Linked DNA regions of Cricetulus griseus: region 2 is linked to region 1. The links are chromatin contacts, called in public Hi-C maps. All regions are on one chromosome and are shown on one strand. The core of a region is the stretch at or near the end of the contact, and the rest is flanking DNA. Distances in the headings are between cores, read along the strand shown.

Evidence for each region. Hi-C and Micro-C count contacts between places; a contact is called where the count stands out from the background.
Region 2: a Hi-C map of the CHK-Q cell line shows a contact between it and region 1, with 7 times the contacts expected there. The contact joins two enhancer-like sites. A contact is called at or near these places in 4 of 8 Hi-C or Micro-C datasets (the CHK-Q cell line, the CHL-YN cell line, the CHO-K1 cell line and 1 more).

The regions. Positions count from the first base shown.
Region 1 is chr3:25,322,716-25,326,062 of CriGri-PICRH-1.0, forward strand. Pcgf5 (polycomb group RING finger protein 5) reads right to left here. Exons shown (of 10, transcript XM_027406344.2): 7 at 1,003-1,101. Among named protein-coding and RNA genes, the nearest start is that of Pcgf5, 95 kb to the right of the region's middle. Within about 2 kb of position 1,721, at least 2 of the 6 cell types and tissues checked have open chromatin away from gene starts, as enhancers often do. A contact at or near this core is called in the CHO-K1 cell line, where this site is marked.
Region 2 is chr3:25,657,392-25,661,172 of CriGri-PICRH-1.0, forward strand. It overlaps Ankrd1 (ankyrin repeat domain 1), which reads left to right. Exons shown (of 9, transcript NM_001246706.1): 3 at 110-247; 4 at 562-669; 5 at 1,576-1,674; 6 at 2,859-2,957; 7 at 3,120-3,218; 8 at 3,342-3,440. Among named protein-coding and RNA genes, the nearest start is that of Ankrd1, 3.6 kb to the left of the region's middle. Within about 2 kb of position 1,915, at least 2 of the 6 cell types and tissues checked have open chromatin away from gene starts, as enhancers often do. A contact at or near this core is called in the CHO-K1 cell line, where this site is marked.

The sequences.
Region 1 (3,347 bases), core at 471-2,970:
AGCTTCCTCAGATAAGACTCCTTCCTTTCAAGGACTGTGCTTAAATCCCTTGACACTTCAGTTCTCCTTTCAGAAAAGACTATCAGTCTCAGGAAATGCCACACATCTCAACAGTGTGCCTGTCCTTTGGCTGCTGTTCCGCTCACAACTGGACGATAGGGAACCTGCCCATACTTCACATCCATCTCCTGTTTGCTATGTGAGGTTTGTGCTTTGTTCTCCCTCTAGACTCAGGGGATATCACAGAAAAGGAGACAGGATGGAGAGATGGGGCATGACTTAGCCTCTGCACTAGCTATGGACTTCCTGCAGCTGTAGTGATCTACATAAGACCTGCACAGCTGGGCAGAGCATCACTTCATCAGAGATGGGAGAGGAGTCCATGAGGCCCATCCTACGCTGGGGAAAAACTGGCAATTAATGGCTGCCTGGGGAAGGGGTCATTTTCTTTGGTGGTGTGTCCAGTGTAAGTTGTCCTTGTTCCAGTAATAACCACTTACTCAGGCTCAGGCAAGAAACTCTTACTAACCTCAATGGACCACAAACAAAGAGAAGGCACAAAAGTAGGAGTAGAATGTACTGAAAAGGTTTCCAACCAGAGGAGGGGCTGAGGAGAGAGGGGAGTAGGTAAGGAAGCAAGTCAGAGTCACTATATAAATGCATAAAGCTGTTAAACAGTAAGACAAAAAAATTTAAAAAGTGACACATCTTAAAGCATGTTGACATTATAAAAAAGAAAACATTTAGCCAGGGAGTATCTGGAGTATCTTATGTAAGTTTTACAAATACCTTCTTTAGTCACAAATGCATTGATGTGATGTTCTTGGGATATATTGTTATAAAATATTACATAAATATTATAGTCTAAAAATTAATTTTTATATGGTATATATAATGAAAATAACCAGTTCCTACAAAAAATTTGGATATATTCTGATTTTACTTCTTTTCCTACAGATCAGAATCATCAAAACAGTCACAATTAGGTATTATTTTACTTACCTCATAAGAACTTGGAAGTTTTAGTTTTAAACTTAGAAACTTTTTAATAGTTCCTACAGTAACTCGTGTAGAACATCGAATGAATTTCTTCATGAGACCCTAAAGGAAACAAATGACAAATTAAACACTCTAATTTGTTTTTACTAAAACCTTAGGCATTCTCGGGCATATACTTAGGCATACATACACTTGTAATTCCAGCATTCAGAGGATTTTAAGGTGGGATTTGAGTTTGACTTCCACCTGGGCTGCAAGGGGAGAGTGTCTCATAAGACCACCCCACACCAAACTGTACCATACCAAAACCAAAGGCATGGTTTTCACTATATGCTTTAGTATTTTTAAAACGTAAAACAAAAAACCAAAAATTTTTAATTCTTTTAAGTAAAATGTTCCTAAACATTGCTTATTTACATGGCATTCTTTAACAATGTATCAGTGTGTGAATTAGCAAAATCTTGTCAAGTAGACAATCTGTTTTTCTCTAAGATTTTTTTAAATAAAGAAAATAGTTTAATAAAGAGGCTACAAAATGTCAACATTTTATTAAACGATGTTACTTAGTGACACTTGTTCAGCACAGTGCAGAATCTGGAAATAACTGCAGAGAGCAGACTTGGGAGGAGCTTCAAGAGTTAAGTCCACTGCATGCCTCAGCACCTGCCAGCTGTGCAGCGTGGGCTCTGGGTGGAGGAAGAGCATTCCCCAGGGAGGGGTTACTGCAGGTTACTATACATCACTAAGGTCTGTATGCCTTCATGCGTTTCTTGTTTTACATGGAGACAGCGGTTCTGACTCACTCTTTAAGCTTGAGCAGAGCCCCACCCTCCCACTGCTCCTAGTCATTAATAATTCAGAGATGTCAGAACAGTTAAAGGAACATTTTTAAGACAAGGCAAAAGAATGTTTCTATAATTCATAATTCAATAAAGCCCGACACAGATCTAATAAAATTCTAATCTGGAGTCTGTGAAAGTTGACTTGGAAATACTTAGAAAATAAGTAATAAGCACCTTCTCTAGAAATACTTTATAATGAAACCAAACTAAACGTGCTTTGTTCCCTGGTTTTCTACACCTGAGAACTACTGTATCTATGTCTAGAAAGTGCTGACACCGTAAGAGGCAATGACTGACAGGTGCTGGGCAGAAGTCAGGATGGTGCACAGGAGCTAGGAGTGGGGTTTCTTCTCACCATCTCCTTCCTGACATATGGAGAAGGGGAGCACTGTGCTACACCCCAGGGCTCACAGGAAACTGCAGGGGGTGGGGGAGGAGGTCCATGTCTAACCCTACCCTGCTCAGCTGTCTAGAAAGGATCAGTATCTTTGGAACATCTGCATATTTGAAGTAATACCACATGGAAGAACACTGTTTTGTTTCAAGAATATCATCTTCCCTCCCTATGGCACCAACACCCTTACTCTGTCCTGCTGTCCATCTCGAGTCATGAAGTGCAGAATTCAGAAATGTCCCTTCCGTCTAAGCTGTTTTCCCTGAGACCACAGTGTGAGTGTAGCGTCTGAAGTGCCCCAACTCAGCTCCTTCAGAAGCAGAAGTGGCTCAGCAGCTGTCAGAGGCTGATAAAATACAGATCCTGTCTTTCTTTGCTTTGGAAGAGTTAAAAGACTAAACACAAAATCTGCAGCAGTCCCTCCTGTGGGCTCCGAGGGGTCTGCAGTTCTACGACACAGCTTGACAATCCTTCAGTTTTGTGGAGCTTTACAAAAACAAAAGTTAGCTTTTTGTTTAAGCCCAAATTCTTTATCATGTTTTCTTCTTATTTTTTTTTAGTATTATGATTTACATCTCTACCAAGCAGAGTAATTAACAAGTGTGACTTTAACTTCTTAAATTGAAATGTAACACCATAAAGACATTATTTAAAATGAACAATTTAGTAGTTTTTATAGTTGTTCAACCATTACAATATCTAATTCAAATTTTTCCTTGTCCTCCAAAGAAATCCTTTACATATGCTCAGCTAGGAGTTACTTCCTAGTCCTGCTCCCACCCCACCTGACACCTAACTCAACTGTCTCAAGTGACAGGCCTTTCTTTTTAAACCACTTATATCATTATCACATCAGTGACTAAATAATCATTTGCTTACTATGCTTTGATATATCCTTTCCTGAAAGATGCTGATAGTTAAAAATGATTTTTTAAAATTTCCCAATACAAAGTACTGTTATTAGTAATACAACAGTAAATAAATTCAACTGAAAGATCTACTGATTTACAGAGATGAAGCAAAAGAAAATTATAAGCAGAAAACATGAACTTGTACATAAAACAAAATGCAGAAAAAAACCCTTAGTGACTGGTATGTGCTTGGACAAAGTG
Region 2 (3,781 bases), core at 665-3,164, 330 kb after region 1:
CCACCAGTTAAAACTCACTATATTTTTAAATACCTGATATCTCTCTCTCTCTCTCTCTCTCTCTCTCTCTCTCTCTCTCTCTCTCTCTCCTCTCCTCTCCTCTCTCTAGCTCAAAAAGAAAAAATTAGAACAAAGATCAAAGCTTGAAAACTTGGAAGACCTTGAAATAATTGTTCAACTGAAGAAAAGAAAAAAATACAAGAAGACTAAAGTTCCAGTTGTGAAGGAACCAGAACCTGAAATTATTGTAAGGACTGTTGGGTTTCCAGGACTGTACATCCACATGGGTTGCAGGGGTGAGTGCTGTGGAGGGGAGATGATGGCAAAGCCCATGACCATTCTTTTCTTTTCTTCCTTTCTCTTCAATCTCTCCCTTCTTTGTTCTCTTCAACGTCCTCCTCCACTTGTTTACCACCTTCCTGTTCCCTCTCTGTCTCCCTCTCCCTCCCTCTCTGTCTCCCTCTCCCTCCCTCTCTGTCTCCCTCTCCTTTTTCTCTCCCTCCCCTCTCTCTTCCCCCCTCCTCTTCCTCTCCCTCCTCCATCCTTACTTCCTCACTTTAGACTGAACCTGTGGATGTGCCGAGGTTTCTGAAAGCTGCGCTGGAGAACAAACTGCCAGTTGTAGAGAAATTTCTGTCCGACAAGAACAGCCCCGATGTCTGCGATGAGGTAAGGCCCATGCCTTCCTGTAGGCTGGCAAACACAGTCTGAGATGTCTTCCACTTAAAAGGTTCTCCAGCTGTTGCTACATCTGCCAGGAGCATAAAAATGAATGTATTGTTCTCCCCTACACCACAACCCCCAAATACTAGATTAGCATGATGGATTGCATGGAGTTTTTCTGTTCTCATATAATTCTGTCTGACTTGAAGACAGTTTGTCTTTAACTTCTTAGATCCTTTGGATAGACTTCCAGGCCAAAAAGTATCTTCTGGAGAAAGTTATTATTAGCAATGTCTTTCATCAGACCAAGATAGCTCAGCATTGGAAGGGGAAGGTGGAGTTCCCAGTCCAGCTCTGTCACTACCTGATGGGAACAGCTCCTGTGCATTGTCTTTGTCGCTGTTTATCTGTAAGCACAGTCTTGTTCCATTAGCCTGCTGGCTCATTAATACAAAGCCAGCTTGTCAGCAATCTCGACTTTGTATTGCTTCTCCCGTGAAGTGATGGGGCAGCTCACACCAAAGCTGAGTTTCCTCTCTTTGAAAAGTGAATTGAATGATTTTTGATATTCAATCTAGCATCCATTCTGGATGGAAGAAAACCATCTGCTGTTTTGGGCATGTTCAAACACAAAAAGGGACCTTTCAGCATTGAGATGGGGTTTGAGGTTTGAAGTCCACATCCGCCTGCCTTGGCCTTTAACACTTAGGAAGGGTCTAGGACAGGAAGCTCAGGTTGTAGCTGCCAGATAATTATTCTAATCCTGTAATTTCAGTGAGCTCTGGCACTCTGATTCATAAAACAATCCTGGCCTTTCTATCACTTAGGTCATCATAGTCCCAGCTTCATAGCTCTTAAAGGATTATACGCATTTTTATATGCACCACTATCTCTTGTTTTAATCATTGACAGTATAAACGGACCGCTCTCCACAGAGCATGCCTAGAAGGACACTTGGCAATTGTGGAGAAGTTAATGGAGGCTGGAGCCCAGATTGAATTCCGTGATATGGTAAATATATTTCTTTGCTTGGAAATGAGCCAAAATAAGCAGACCATCCGAAAAAAGCTCAGGAAAACGTACAATGAAAACTGGCCCAATTGGATTGAAAATTGATCTGAGAAAACTAGTCAAAAGCTCATTTCTCCATACAAAGGGAAGTTGGGCGATGAGACTAGGTCATGGGGAAGCATTTTCCAGACAGCCTGAAAAGGAGAGGAGTGTTGCAGAGAAGAGAAGGAAGTGAAAGTTGTTGGGCAGAATTCAGTAACCTCACCAGAGAGTTTGGGTCATTATCAAGTCAGTAGCATTCCTGGCCTTTCAACACCACACTCCTTCATCAGACAGCACAGCCCACTCCTGGCCCCTCGGCTGCCAGCAACCCACGAGAATTTCCTAGCTGCAACTTTATATGATGGATGCCAATTGCCACTGATGAGATTTGGAGTCAGGCTGCATGCTAAATGAATCAGGTCTCAGGAAAGTGGCTGCTCTTCAGACCCTAACAATCAGCCGCTGTGATTTCCATAAAGACCACTATACAATATATTTTATACCCTGAAGATTGAACTGGAAAATGCTTCATTTATTTATATGCAGCTCAATTTGGCATTATGGTAAAATGGAAAAGGAATAAAAAAAATTCCAAAGAACCTAACCTGAATTTAATCAAAGGACAAAATACTGAAAAAAAATTTAAGAAACTTATTATAATAAAGTGATGCCCAAACCCAAATTTGGAATCTGGAAGTCCAGAGATGCACCAAACAAAGCAGAGAGGTGGCAATCTCTTCAAAGTACAGTGCAGTAACCACAGTGATTGACAGCTGAGGTCCCTAGGCTGTTCGAGTGCAAATACAGCACAGAGCCAGCAGAAAGACAGAGAAAGACAGGGAGGTGGGATGAGGGGTTAGATCCAGGTTAAGATATTCTAAAATGTAACCAGATATATTAAAAGCTTCCTAACTACAAATCCAGCCACTCACTCAGTTTAGCTGGGCTTTTTTTTTAGCAAGAAACTCAGAAGTGGCTCTCAACACCAAAACCACCAAGAACTATCAGTTGTCCATATTCTCTGGGCCTTTAAAACCAAAGACCAACCCCCAGCCCCAGCAAGATTCTCTTTCACACTGTCTTGTCTTGTGTTTTTTTTTGTTTTGTTTTGTTTTGTTTTTTTTTTTTTCTTTCCCAAACAGCTTGAATCCACAGCCATCCACTGGGCATGTCGTGGAGGAAACCTGGATGTCCTGAAACTGTTGTTGAACAAAGGGGCCAAAATCAGTGCCCGAGACAAGGTATTTCCTTGCCCTTCCTTAGGCTTCTGCTCCCTGCCTGCCCACGGAGGTCCTCTGTCAGTCGTTATTCTATGGACACCTCAAGCCGCACACACCCCATTTGCACGTGCCTTGAGGCCTCGGCAGTCTGTTCTCACCCTTTCCCGTTTTCTAATGTTTTAGCTGCTCAGCACAGCGCTGCACGTGGCGGTGAGGACTGGTCACTACGAGTGTGCAGAGCATCTCATCGCCTGTGAGGCGGATCTCAATGCCAAGGACAGAGTGAGTAGCTGACAGGGCTGAGTCACCGTAAGCTTATTTGAAATCATTCAGGCAAGCTGGGGCACCCCAGCAGGACCCACTTCCTGGCTTCACACTGACTGCATCTGCTTATCCTGCTTCTAGGAAGGAGATACCCCACTGCACGACGCTGTGAGGCTGAATCGCTATAAGATGATTCGGCTCTTAATGACCTTCGGGGCAGACCTCAACACCAAGAACTGTGTAAGTAGTCAAAGCCAGGGTACCACTGATACTTTCAAATTCTCAGATATTTGAAAGTATTATTCCCATGGTAGTACATTTTGAGATACACTGATAGTTCCAATGTGTCTATTTCCGTAAGGACAGGGTGAGAGTTGGCAAGGACTCAGGTCACAGAGTCAGACATAGGGAAACTATAACTTTGGCTCTGACCTTGGATCTCAATAGTTCTTTGAAAGATTGGTCTTGAATAAAGGATGACCAAAATTGTCACCTTTAAAATATACATTGTGGGGCTGGAGAGATGGCTCAGTGGTTAAGAACATGAGCTGCTTTTCCAGAGGACCTGAGTTCAATTCTCA